2 separate regions of the Mus musculus genome follow, and region 1 is linked to region 2. The links are chromatin contacts, called in public HiChIP or PLAC-seq maps. All regions are on one chromosome and are shown on one strand. Each heading gives the region's core, a stretch centred on a gene start, on an enhancer-like site or on the middle of the called end of the contact. The rest is flanking DNA. Distances are from core to core; before and after follow the strand shown. Region 1 overlaps Gm15270 (predicted gene 15270). Region 2 overlaps Gm15270 (predicted gene 15270).

What was found. HiChIP or PLAC-seq counts read pairs in DNA pulled down with a chosen protein or histone mark.
Region 1: an H3K27ac HiChIP or PLAC-seq map of embryonic fibroblasts shows a contact between it and region 2, with 17 read pairs. The contact joins two enhancer-like sites. A contact is called at or near these places in 9 of 39 promoter capture datasets (the HPC-7 cell line, embryonic stem cells, frontonasal cranial neural crest and 5 more), 12 of 484 Hi-C or Micro-C datasets (the C2C12 cell line, the G1E-ER4 cell line, beige adipocytes and 6 more), 8 of 115 datasets of contacts at active chromatin or transcription factors (bone marrow-derived dendritic cells, differentiating embryonic stem cells, embryonic fibroblasts and 4 more) and 1 of 9 other capture datasets (embryonic stem cells).

Annotation. Positions count from the first base shown.
Region 1 is chr10:24,568,027-24,574,568 of GRCm38.p6, forward strand. The region is part of intron 3 of Gm15270 (predicted gene 15270); the gene reads right to left. It overlaps Gm36089 (a long non-coding RNA gene), which reads left to right. Exons shown (of 4, transcript XR_871524.2): 4 at 1,326-1,869. It also overlaps the pseudogene Gm6893. Among named protein-coding and RNA genes, the nearest start is that of Gm36089, 18 kb to the left of the region's middle. Within about 2 kb of position 4,660, at least 22 of the 459 cell types and tissues checked have an H3K27ac peak or open chromatin away from gene starts, as enhancers often do. A contact at or near this core is called in embryonic fibroblasts and uterus, where this site is marked.
Region 2 is chr10:24,390,867-24,397,606 of GRCm38.p6, forward strand. The region is part of intron 3 of Gm15270 (predicted gene 15270); the gene reads right to left. Among named protein-coding and RNA genes, the nearest start is that of Gm40615, 67 kb to the right of the region's middle. Within about 2 kb of position 5,330, at least 66 of the 459 cell types and tissues checked have an H3K27ac peak or open chromatin away from gene starts, as enhancers often do. A contact at or near this core is called in embryonic fibroblasts and uterus, where this site is marked.

The DNA of each region.
Region 1 (6,542 bases), core at 3,410-5,909, 180 kb after region 2:
GAGAACAATGTTCTGGCTTCCACACAAACCAGACTGGAGACTAACTTTGTTCCCAGACACTGTCTCTATGTACTCGGAGTTGTTACACAGCAGTTCTCCCAACTCCATCACTGTCTCCTCTCTGAACCTCAGGATCCTGTCAGTCACTTGGGCTGACCTGGCCTCTTCTAAGTAGGAATTGTGCTAAAATCCTGAACTTAGACTTACTGTAAGAAGCCAGAAGTTCAGACACTCAAGCAAAGTTGGTCCAAACCTCTCAGGTTGGAAATATAACAAAATGAGGGTTATTTTTTCCAAGATATGACATGGCTTTTTTCCTGCTTTTACCTAACATGGAAATGGAATGGGCACAATACCCCTGTGGCATGTCACAGCTTCTACTTTTGGTTGGAAAACACCAACCGGTGACCATGAATATGACAAATCGAAAGAAAAAACTTAGAGTCCAGAGACATTCCAAGCTGAGGAAGGGAGTTGATGGGAACTCAATTTCCTAACCTGACCACCAGCTAACCATAGCTTGGATGCCCAGTGGCCTCTGAGTCAGTAACTCCTCATTCCAAAATAACACAAAAACATTTTGGACTAGAAGATCATTGCTAAGTATATTATTAATAATATTTCCAGAAAAAGTAAGGATAACTCCTTTGTGTATAAAGTGGTCCTCATGCAAATCCCTTTATCTAGGATAATCTGGAATGAGGCAGCGTGGGCAGTTTGCTCCCAGATCGGCTACAGCAGTTTTCATCAACTTCATTTAGAAACCGAGGACAAAAGTCAGAGCTAGCTTCAACAGAGTTGGTAACTCTTGACAGGAATTTGGAATTGTTAAGGGAAGGAAACACACTGAGTTTTCCCAAGCGTTTATAAATTGTGAACAGGAAGAGTATTTTAAATTTTGTGAAAGGCTATTTAATGGTGTCTCCAACTTAATTTCTTAAAAGAAAGTCCTTAAAAATGTTGTTTTGTACCCATAGTGGAACCCCCATCCTCACACTTACCAAAGACTCTAGCACTGATATTTGCTGTTTTTTAATTTCTGCTTTGTTTCAATCTGAAGGTCTCCCTGCATTGTCCTAAATAACCTAGACTTGTGATCCTCCTGCCTTAGGCTCTCAAGTAACTGAGCCTACGGGCACTGTGATGGTTTGAATGACAGTGTTCCCCATAGGCTCAGCTGTTTGACTACTTGGTCCCCAATTGGCAACAATGCTTGGGAATGCTTAAGAGATGTGACCCTGCTGGAGGAAGAATGTCACTGGGTGTGAGCTTTGGGTTTCAAAAGCCACACACCATTCCAGGTTTGTTCTCTCTGCTTCCTGCAGGTAGCTCCTGATGTGAGTTCTCAGCTTGCTATTCCAGCAGCCATCTCCGTGGCCTCTGTTCCTCTCACACTGCCAGAGATAGAGAAAGGAGAGACCTGACCTGCACTGCAATAGTGAAAGGTGCCTTCAACGCCACACCTCACCCAGTTGAACTTCCAATTTGTGAAAGAAAAGGGCCTAGGGAGTGTTCTGTTGCCACGGCAAATCATCATCCCGCTGCAAAGGTGACTTGAGGGGACAGGGGTAGCAGCAGAGTTTGGCAGTGTCTTCCAACTTTCGCAAAGATGCAGGAAGGAGTAAAAGAGCTGCGGAATCTTCTCCTGCAGTTTCACAGATGTGCCAAGGCCAGGTGTGGGGCAGGCTCCTACATGGAGGCCTTGAGGGGCTATGGAATAGAATTGTGGAAATAAAGCCTGCCTTGTGTTGGAAACCCCATATTTGGAGTGTCCAGAGCTGTGGGATGTCTGCCAAAGAAAGCTGTATGCAGGAAGTGGAACCAGCCCAAGGAAGAGATGTATATTATAGGCAACAAATCTGGGAGGGAAGAGCAAGCTAAGTCCTTTTGACACTGAACATGAAACAGCAGGATTTGATGTTTGTGCTGCTTGGCTCACTCTTGTTTTGGTCCAGTAGTTTTTCACTCCCTTTCAGACTGATAATGTATATTCTGCACCACTATACACTGGAAGTATGTGACTTGCCTTTTGATTTTACAGATGGCCATAGTTAAGAGACTGTCTTGAGTCTCCAAAGAGGATTTGGACTTCCGACTTCTAAACAGTGTCGAGAGTGAAAGATTATGGGGAAAATTCTGGAGTTGGACTAAATGAAACTGTACTATGATGTGGCCACAAGCCTACACAGCTGGGGGGTGTGATGTGGTGGTTTAAATGTGAATGCTCTGCACAGGCTCAGATGCTGGCACTCTTGGTCCCCAGCTGGCAGCTTGGGTACCTTTAGGATGTATGGCTTTGCTGGAGGAAGTACACCACTAGAGGTAGGCTTTGAGGTTTCAAAAGCCACACCTTATTCCTACTTGTTTCCTCTGCTTTCTGCATGTAAGTCAGGATGTGAGCTCTCAGCTTGCTGCTCCTGTGGCCGAGCCTGCAGTCTCTGCTCCATCATCATGGACTCTAATACTCTAGAACTGCAGTACCAAACAAACCATTTCTTCTAGACGTTTCTTTGGCCATGGTGTTTTATTACAACAATAGAAAAGTAACTGTTACAGGCACACACATGGAGTATGGTAAAAACCTTCTTAACTGATAAGTTCAAACCACCAATATTCTAGGACACTGCTAATGTTTTCGTGAGATCTCTACAGAATCGATTTCTACATATTTAGTTCAGAAACAGACACAGGAACCTGTGCTCATTTTCTATTTGTCTGCATTATGAATGGATAGCAGATTACAAAATCCTACGAGTCATTAATGAAAAATATAAGAATGTCCTCACCTATAACCTAGACATATCACTTGCCCTCTTATCCATAAATACCAAAGATGATTGCACACATTGATATTCCAAAATTAGGCAGAGGAAGCAAATACTTGAGATCTGTGTTCAAGCAAGCCTTTGTAGATGAATAGATGGAACCACGCTCAGCCCAGTTGGTGACTGGTTCTAGTTCTCCCAGTGACACCAGAGTCCTTGAATGGTCACATCTCTTATATAAGATGTCACCACAGACATACTTTAAACCACATCTGCATTACTTACAATACCTAATACAAAGCGAAGGCTATGGCAGATAGTTGGACTACTGTGCAGGGAATAATGATATGTTTTTTTTCAAGTCTGAACATGTTCAGTAAAGACACTGTTTGTTTGCTTGCTTGCTTGTTTGTTTATGGTTGTGGTCAAGCAGTTAAGGATTATTTTTTTAATCAGAGAAGAAATCAAAACCAAAGTCCACTCACTAGAGAAACTCACTAGAGAGAAAAAAAAAAGGACACTCACTAGAGAAAAGTAATGGTGCCCTAAATGCAGATGTATTTTCCCTTTAGTGTTTTCTAGCCCTTACTGGTTGAGTCTGGCTGCAGTACCTATGAACATGGAAGGCCAGCTATGTAGTGACACAAAAAAACTATGTGACTTGTTGAGATGAAGAGCAGAAAGGAACAGGATAATGACATGAGACAGGACTGAGACGTAACCTTCGTGTCGCTGACCTCCTGACCCATCTCTTTGTGGATGCTTGTTAGCCAAGGAGCCAGCCAAACTGACTAATGGTATTCCTGGAAGCCAAGAAACCTGTTGGTTGGTACAATAAGCTAAAAGAGTAGGAGTGTGTGTCACTCAGAACTGGCTCACAACCTATGGATCACAACCTATGTTCCACTATGATTGTGACTGTATTTCTAGGGTAATAGAGAACCTCCAGGATGTTACGGAAGAGCCTTGGCCTTCATAGAGGGTAATTCTGGATCGTGCTTTGGATGGGCAGGGTGAATGAGGACCGCCTTCAGTTATGCTGGTGTGTTCTTCCCCTGCTGCTCCAGCCACCACCTTTTTGCCACAGCTCTCACTCTAGGCTTTATACATTAATACTCCATATGAACACTACTTCTACATTATACTCAGGGCCTGAGGCATGCTTCCTATGAAAACGTTAATCAAGCACAAATACATGTCTTACAATTTGCTTTTATGAGTAGCTTCAAATTTTAGTTGATGGGTCTTTTTTAAAAAGTAATACTGCAGCTGCTATTTGATGACAATCAAGCTTTCCTTCTTCCAGACTGTTGGCAGACTGAAAAGGCATGTGGCATGCTGTTGGGAACACATTCAATGGGTGGGAAAGCCTAGGGTAGCACTGTTGAACTTGAAGCTGAAAACTATGGCTGTGTTTGTCAGGCCTTGAACATACAGAGAAAAAAAGCTGCTGGGCCTTTTGATGAAGATTTGCCTACTGAGGTAATTCTTGGACAGGAGTCAAATTACTCAGAAGAGAAATAAGTTCATGAAGAGCCAAATAAGTACATAGAGGGTTCTCCAAATTCATCAATTATACAACAATGAGCCCCTTAGAATGAGTTATTTCCCAGAGGCAAACTATGCGTTGTTTCATCTTTATTTCCAGAGTCCCAGGCACAGTGCCTGGTGTATGGTAGGCATTCTATAAACACTCATGCAACTGGGCTGAACCACACTGCTTCATGTCCCCTGCAATGGTCCCTTTCACCAGGTAACAGCCACACTTAACCTTGGCTGCTTGGTTATACAGGAGGAGCATCTCCAACCCCCACACCCCACTCCCCAACCTGATCCACTCCCCTAATTCTTATTCTATTGCTCACTCGCCTTCTCAGCCCCACACAAGCTGTAGTTGACACTTGCAGAGCTCACTGATATAAACAATACAGACCATAAACAATAAATTCCAGGGAGGGAAGGACTGTGGACTTTTGTTTTCCAGTCATGCGGTAAATATTGTTTTTGTTGGCTCTCAGTAAATATTTGTTAAAATACTGAGGCAGGAACCCATAATTTTCATGGTTTCCTCTCATGCTAATAATATTCAGAAGGTTTTAAATAATATGAAATAAATTATCCTTCGCATACTCACATAATAATGGGAACTAGAAAAGCAAAATGTTTTGTAAGGCAAGCCATGCAGGCAGGAAACACACTTGCAAGCAGGCACACACATACACATACACACCACACACAGAAACACATATATACACAGGCACATTCAGACACACATATACACACTCAGACACACATATACCTACATACACACATACCACACACACATACACAAAATATACACAAACCAGATAGACACATACCCTCTCACATACAAACACACCACACACACACATACATACACACTCACAAACACATACACACACAAGGCATACCATACACACACATACACCATACACACATATGCGCACATGCATATCATACACTCACACACATACCACACACATATACACACAAACATATACATATCACACACCCACACACAGATATTGACATGCAAACACACACACACCGTACACTCTCTCACACACATTCATTATAGACAGAAGTTACTCTTTATCCTGGAGACCACAGAGAAATGAAAATGTCTGTGGAGAACTATACTGATTTGTAGGCATTTCAAACACTTTCTTTAAAAAGAACAGACAACCCATTAAGTTTAACCTGAGGGAGTTTGTTTTTCTTATTGCTTTTTGTTTTTGACATAAAGTTAAAAACTCAAATACCATCAACTTCCTTATGCTTGACCCAATCACTCAGTCATCCGTAAACAGTTTCTCCTTGGCGCTGCTCTCTGCAGTCTTGGAATGAGAGAAAAAAGACCCCTGTTCTGATCTGAGCTGCAGTACTGGAGAGTAAAGAACGTGGTGAATAATGAGGCTCTTTTCTGGTTACAGAGAAAGAGCAGAAACTGAGACTGGTCACATTTAATCTAATACAGGAACATTTATAGCAAGCCAGAATACAGTATCCAGTTATTCAAGTCAACAACTTAATAAGCAAAATTCCAGAAGAATGATCAAGACAGCAGGGAGATCCAAGACAGTGATTGCTCTCATTCCGAGGGCCTTGTTTATGAAGTAACCACCTTGTTACAGAGCAGACACAGCACAAAACGATGCAAGAGAGACAGCCACAGCCCCTGCTGTCAACAATACACAAACAGGGATTCCCCAATCCAGCCCTGCACCCCCTCAGCCTGTACCAGAAACAGCAGCCCTGAGCAGAGCAATAAGGGCGCTCACTTTGACCCAAAAGGAATAACCCCACTTCATAATCAGGGTCCTTGGGGACCATGCTCTCTGCCAAGTTAGGTATCAATAAGTAAGAACAAATTAATAATCACTCCATTGATACAAAAGGGAGATCTGAAATGGTGGGTTAAGCACGGCACTGACGGCTTCCTTCCTTCCTTCCTTCCTTACTTCCTTCCTTCCTTCCTTTCTTTCTTTCTTTCTTTCTTTCTTTCTTATTTATTAATCATTTTATTCCTTTACATTTCAAATGATATCCCCCTTCTTAGTTTCCCCTCCACAACTCCCCATCCCATCTCCTCTCCGTTTTGCCTCTATGAGGTGCTCCTCCACCCACTCACCTACTCTTGCCTCACCATTTCTAGCATCCCCCTGCCAGGAGAATGATCAAGACAAGCAGAGACCTCCACAGGACCAAGGGTTTCCCTTCCCATTAATGCCAGACAAGGCCCTCCTCTGCTACATA
Region 2 (6,740 bases), core at 4,080-6,579:
ATGACTCTCCAAAATCCCAGAGTTATGTAAAACACTTAAGAGTTATATATATATATATATATATATATATATATATATATATATATATGTATGTGTGTGTGTATATATATATATATATATATATATATATATATATATATATATATATACACACTTTGGAAATTTTATTTTAAACTTCTCTGGAGGTTTTATATAGATATTTGAAACTCTCAGCAACTCAGTTGAATAAATTTTGTTTAAAGATTCAATGTGAGTGACACTTGATATCTGCCGAGATTATAATAAGTCTTTGGTGTTCGTGAAACTAAGCTCTATGAGTTAGGGGCAAAGTTCAGTCAGTCCAATGCCTGCCACATAACACTCTGTACTCTGCACCTTCGTAAGAAGCCAGGCACGATGGTGTATGCATGCCTGCAATCGCAGTGTGGGGTAGGCAGCTACAGGAGACCCTGAGAGAGTGCCTGGCCAGAAAGCCTAGCCTACTCAACAAGCTTCAGGTCTTTGTGAAAGATACTGTCTCAAAACGGTGAGGTAGGCTCCTGGAGAATGACAGCTGAGGTTGGCCTCTGCCCTCCACACGTGTGCATGTAAACACAGGCGGCCCACACAAAGCAGTTAAGCACTACAATGTACAAGATGGTCCTTTTCTAGTAAGCCATGCCTGCAGATAGGGATCTGCCGCTTGTGGATCTGCTTCTCCACTTTCGGTTACTACTGTCTTAAAGTCAGAGAGGTTAAACGGGAGCAGGAAGACTGGCTGATGGAGTCTGTGGCTGCATTCGTATTCCTGAACCCCAAGGCAGATTATCTGGTATGTGTGAGGGTTTTATACAAGGCATCACCCTAGATCCGGCTCACTCCTTTATTAAGTACCCGGTTTGCTGATAGACAGTTGGTCTCATTCTCCACAGACGTATGTGGTTCTAGCTACTCAGTGACCATTACCACTCTAGTATCTTTCTTAATGGTTTTGATCTTGATTTACATGTGGCTTTTCCTCCACTGTGCTAGGCAGATTCTAAATCAGGACACACTTCTGACGAATCATTTGGAAAATGCCCTTCATTTTGTCAAAGGTTTAGTCTGGGCTTTTGCCGTCTTATTACTACCAACATTTCTCTAGAATCCAACTTTAAAAAAAAATGAAACTTACAACATAGCAATTATCCTTGAAATATTAAAAAAGGGAAAAAAAATCCAAAACCCAAGAATGTGATTATGAGTTGTTCTAGCCATGAGTATTCACGACTCCAACCCCCACAAAAGACAAGCTTTTATGAGTGTACAGTTTGTGCTGTATGCTCTGACAGTTCATGCTCTCATGTCCCAAAAATGTACTTTTTAAAGTTGGATAAGTAATTAAAAGTCACCCAATGACTAAGGCTGTCTTATGTCTGATTTCCACTGGGTGGCTGCATGACTTCTGGAAACATGTGACCCAGACCAAAAAAGGGCAGAAGTCTAGCAGCTGTCGATCCTACCCAGACGCTTGGGTGATTGGACTCCCTCTTCTGCTGATCATCCCTGCACCCTATTTTCCACTCTGCTGTCCAGCTGACTATTTTATACTTTACCACACTTCACTTTTACATATATGTGGGGTGGTTTTGACAGTGGCACCTTGATAAGACTTTAAGATAATAACATGAAGTTAATATATTACAAATATATAAAGATACAATGGGCATCTAGATGTTCAGTACCATGCCCAGCGAGGACCTCAGCAAGCACAGTGCCTGCTGCACACACGGGAGGGCCTGATTTCAGATCCCAGCTTCTGCAGAAACGCTGGACATGGTGGTGTGTCCCTGTATGTCTAGTACAAGGTGAGCAGAGGCTGGCAGATATGGGGGCGTGGTGGGGGGTGATGCACTGGCCAGACTGGCTAGCTGAAACAGCCTGCTCCAGGTTTAGCCACAGACCCAGTTTAAAATATAGACAGACAGACAGACAGACAGACAGACAGACAGATAGTGATAAAGGAATCTACCTAGTGTCAACCATTGGTCTCTGCACATGTACCTAAGGGAAAGTGCACACGTGTGCGCGTGCGTGCGCGCTCCCTGCCCCCCCCCCCCCCCACACACACACATGCACACACTCTTAATTTGTCTCCAGAGACAATTTCTTCCTTAGTCCCTGGCAATTCATCCAAGCCAGCGAGTTCTGAACAAAACTCTCTTTTAAAAGCCACATTAATGCGAAATTCAATGGGAAAGCAAATGGCCAAGTTGTGTTGGTGATGCCATTACTTGAAACTAGGCAATATCACCATGTATCCATTTTCATCTTTCCAGAAGAATTTAAGTGAAATAGCATGCTGTTTGTAAAAAGCAGGCAACCCATAGGCCTTAGACACACATAACCAAACAGTCTTCAACAGGGACACACATGACCAGTCTTCAACAGGGACACACATGACCAGTCTTCAACAGGGGCAGGTGTGGATGGAGGAATCCTTATAACCGATTAGCTAAACTTCTCTATAATCTGATTTTTTTTTAAATTTCTAGAAGCTTCTTTCCTATGACTCTTTTCCTGTGCCAGTGTATAGACAGCAAGTGCCAATATCTCAGTCAAGCAAGTAAGAGGTATAAAACAAAGGTGCCGATACTCGTAGCAGGCGCCCATGGTTAAACAGAACTGTCAGGCATTTAGACTTATTGAAGTCAACTTCCTGTTTATACTGGGAATGAATCATGACCCCTGGATAGGGTCTGTTTACTCTCTCTCAAGGATCAATTTTTCACTAGCAAATATAAAGACATGATTTATATTTAATCCCACATTCTAAGCAAGCTTTTTTATTTACAAAATAAATATGGACTGAGATTATAATATTCTAGCCTCCACATGTTTTAACAAAACATGAGAACTACAGTTGATGAGGGAACATGACAACCTAAAAAACAGAATACACAATAAGTATGAAAAAGTTTCCTAAGACCGATATAAAAGGCAATTGTTATTTAATTAACTTTACAGAGTTCACATTCAAAGATTTACAAGTAATAACCTCATATAAGCACCGAAGTGAAGACTGGTGTTTCTTAAACTACTTTAGTTGAACGGACCTACAAAATCTCTGACCAATCATACTGACACCCAAGAAAATAAAAGACTCAGGGTATCATCTCTGAAGCTTCATGGTCTAGACTCAGTCCCCGAGCCCCAAGCACACTCAGGAAATCTTAATGCAGACGTTTTGACTGCTCACCCTCCTTTGTGTCAACATTGTCCTGTGGCAGGCCATTTTCATAAGCAGATCATGCTACAAAGGTCACTCTTTCACCTCTGGAAAGATTATATCCATAGACATTGTGTTAGATTCTATTCAGAGAGACACTGTCATGTGGGTCAAAAGCCCAGTGGCCTGCAGCAATAAAGTCCACAGCCATTATAAATGCTAAAGTTCTTAGGCTCTTCAGGACAATGTAGACTTGTTTGGAGTGTAAACTGTCTAATGCAGTTAAAGTAGAAGATATTTTATATTTTTATTATACATAATCACTATATTTCAATATGCTTAAGGGTTATACAATAGTCATTTACTACATAGGATAAAAATGATCAATCAAGTATATAACATGATTATTTTTCCAAGAGCCAATTGAGTGTCATTATCTGAAAATCACTGTCATAGATGGAGGTGACTTGTCGAACTGAAGACTAGCAAACATAATGGTTTTTCCTAATAGGGAAACAGGAAGCCTTTTGGGTCATACAGAATAGCTCTTCATCTGAACTTAGAAGTCAAAGTTCATATGCAAATAATTACATATGAAACAAGACTAGGTAAAAATTGAGATTATTAGAAAGAAACAGAAACAAAAATCTCTGAAAGTAGAGACAGTCTAGTCAAGCAAGAAGAGAAGAAGAAAGAGGAGAGGGGAGCAGATGGGGAGGACGAGGATAAGGAGGGTCTGGACTGAAGATGGAGGAGGGCAGGATCGCACTCCAGTGCTCTGTGAGAGAACTGCCTCGTTCATTTTGGAGGCTGGAATGTTTTACTAATGCATTTGTTTTCATATGCTTTAATCACATGGTGGTTAAGTTTCTACATAAATTGTTATTTGTAAATCTTGTTTTGCATTAATAGTTTGATACCTATAGTTGTTACATCTTTGCTTTTTGAGAGAAGTGTTTAGATTTTTAGGATTTGTAAAACTAGTGATTTTAAAATACTAAATAACTAAGCAAGAAGAAGGCCCTGGGAATGAAGCTAAGCTGGGCTTCTGATCTGACTTGCATTGTCTTGGGGTTCATCTTTATCTTCACAGCAAACTCTGGTGGTGCGTGGCCACCGTGCCAGCACTGGGGCTGCACATGATAGAGGCAGTAGATCAGGAGTTCTACATCATCATCAGTTACAAGGGGAGTTCGAGGCTACCCTTGGCAACCAGAGACTTTCATCTTGAAAAAATCAAAAGGAAAGAAAAAGACATTTAAAGGAAACCAACATTAAAATACCTTGTATTTTATGCTGGTATTTTCTATCCTCCTTTGTATAATTTCTACCAGTATAATGGACCCCCTAGGATTCTCTCCTATAACTAAAATTCTAGCGATGGTTTTTAGAGTTAGTTGTTATGCTATATATCCAACCTCTGTAGTATTGATAGAACCTAGTGGGGAAACCCCCACCCAAAACCCTTCATCCTATCACTGAAGGGTCTTAGGCAAGCAAATCTCTGTGAGCACAAGGCCAACATAGTCTACAGAGTGAGTTCCAGGCTATATGGACCTATGTAGTGGGACACTATCTCAAAAATAAGAAAGATTTTCATTACATTCTTCATTCTTAAAAAATTTAGATATAATAATCTAAATTTCAGATAGGCAGAGAATGGATATATATTATGAATAATTGAACATACAATATAAAATATTCATAGATTAAAATATAGATATTTATGACAATAATAAAGATTTCATAAACAGTCAATATGTTTTATTGTGTTAATATTAGCATACATTGAAAAAAAGATTGATTGTAAGGTTTTTATCTATTTTGATTCTTTGGGGAATTTTGGTGTGGTTGTTTGTTTGTTTGTTTGTTTGTTTGTTTTTGTTTTCTACTTACCAGTACTTTCTAAACTAGGAATTCAACACTTTAACTAGTAGAACAAAATAAAAACAAGAAGCATAGGTTAATATGTTCTGTGGAATATATAGGTATATTGGTTCTAATCTCCTAGATCTACCCTTCTGATAAGTAGAGTTAATCGGTTTCCTTGGATGAAAAGGCTTGCAGGCTGAGCACATTGGTAAGACTCGTGGCTCCAATTTGATGTAAGCCTTGTATTTAAGGTGAATCATCTCTCTGTGACTCCCCCGGATGTCTCCAGCTGCCTGCCCCCTTGCTTTCTTTGTGCGGTAAGTCAGAGGACAGTATGTACTGTACCTGGGCGGGACAACTTTATTATTTGTTAGAATTTTTCCTAGTGCTAGGTCATTTTGGGCAGGACTCCCTTGCCAACTAGAAAAAGACAGAAGGAAATAATGTCTTCTACAATGGGTGGCATTTGCAAGTTCCACATGACAGTGTTATTTTAACTCAGCGAGAGCAGGGTTTGGCGGTGGCAGCCACATCTACCCTTGGAGTGTGTCGCTGGAGAGAGACAGGTATTACTGAAGCCGCAAGCAAACTGTGCAATTAGGGTTAGGCAAAGGGATTAAGTAATCCAGCAACAGTCACAGTTATATAACAGGCAGATGCTGGCTGGGGAGCAGAGCCGTAACTGAATACTATAGCGGGAACTGCAAGTGTGGCTGCTGCCAAGGGTCACTGGCTGCTTCCATTAGGAGCTTAGTCTGTAGCCAGTTTATAACCCAGACAGTTTAATTCACATCAGGCTGCAACGTGGTATTCAAATCAGGAGCCGAGAGGAGCCTTTTTTTTTTTTTTTTTTTTTTTTTTTTTTTCAACCACAGAACAAATTTATCTAGAAAGGGCTAGAGATTTCAAATCACTTGGGTTTAAAAACCAAGATTCGGGTATACACAATAAGTGTAACGTATAGGATACCATATAGTTATATAGAAGAAGACCCAGATCTAGATTTTCCTGAGCTCCAGATTTAAGGAGGAGAAAAAGGAGGAACGGAGGAAGAAAAAGGAGGAAGAGGAAAAGCAAGGAAGAGGAGGAGGAGGAAGACGAGGAAGAAAAAGGAGTTGTTTCTCTGGACTTAGTAAACTTGTTTTTAATGTACAGAGGAGCAAGAAGACCATTAAGAACTCTGGACTCAGCACTGGGGACCCCTCTTCACCCTGAAGTGACTTGCCCAGGGAATTGTGGAATATTAGGTGGTACTGAAGGCACTGTGCCTCTGGGCTTCCCTGTGTGATTACCTTGGGTTTTAACATTCTTTCCCCCTCTTGTCTATCACTTGTTCATTCAATGAGTTCATTCATGAGCCCAGTGGGAATTATCGCTAAAACATTAACATGCGGGGCCTGAGCCTACTGCCTTTGCATGGCTCTCCAATGAGTCATAAACCAAACTGGAAAAGAAGGAAGGCTTTTGAAGCCAAGTCATGTCTCTATAAAACCACAACTGTTTGCAAAGTGAGTTCAATCAGTCAACCAAACCACCATTTTATCACCTTAATATCTGAAGAAAACTATTGTAGTGGGTTCTTTCTGAATGGTTAAAAATAAAGGTGTCCAGTTAATATTTGATAAAGTGAAAGGTTTTATATAGGCGGAGTTGATGGCATTTATTGATGTATTATATTCAG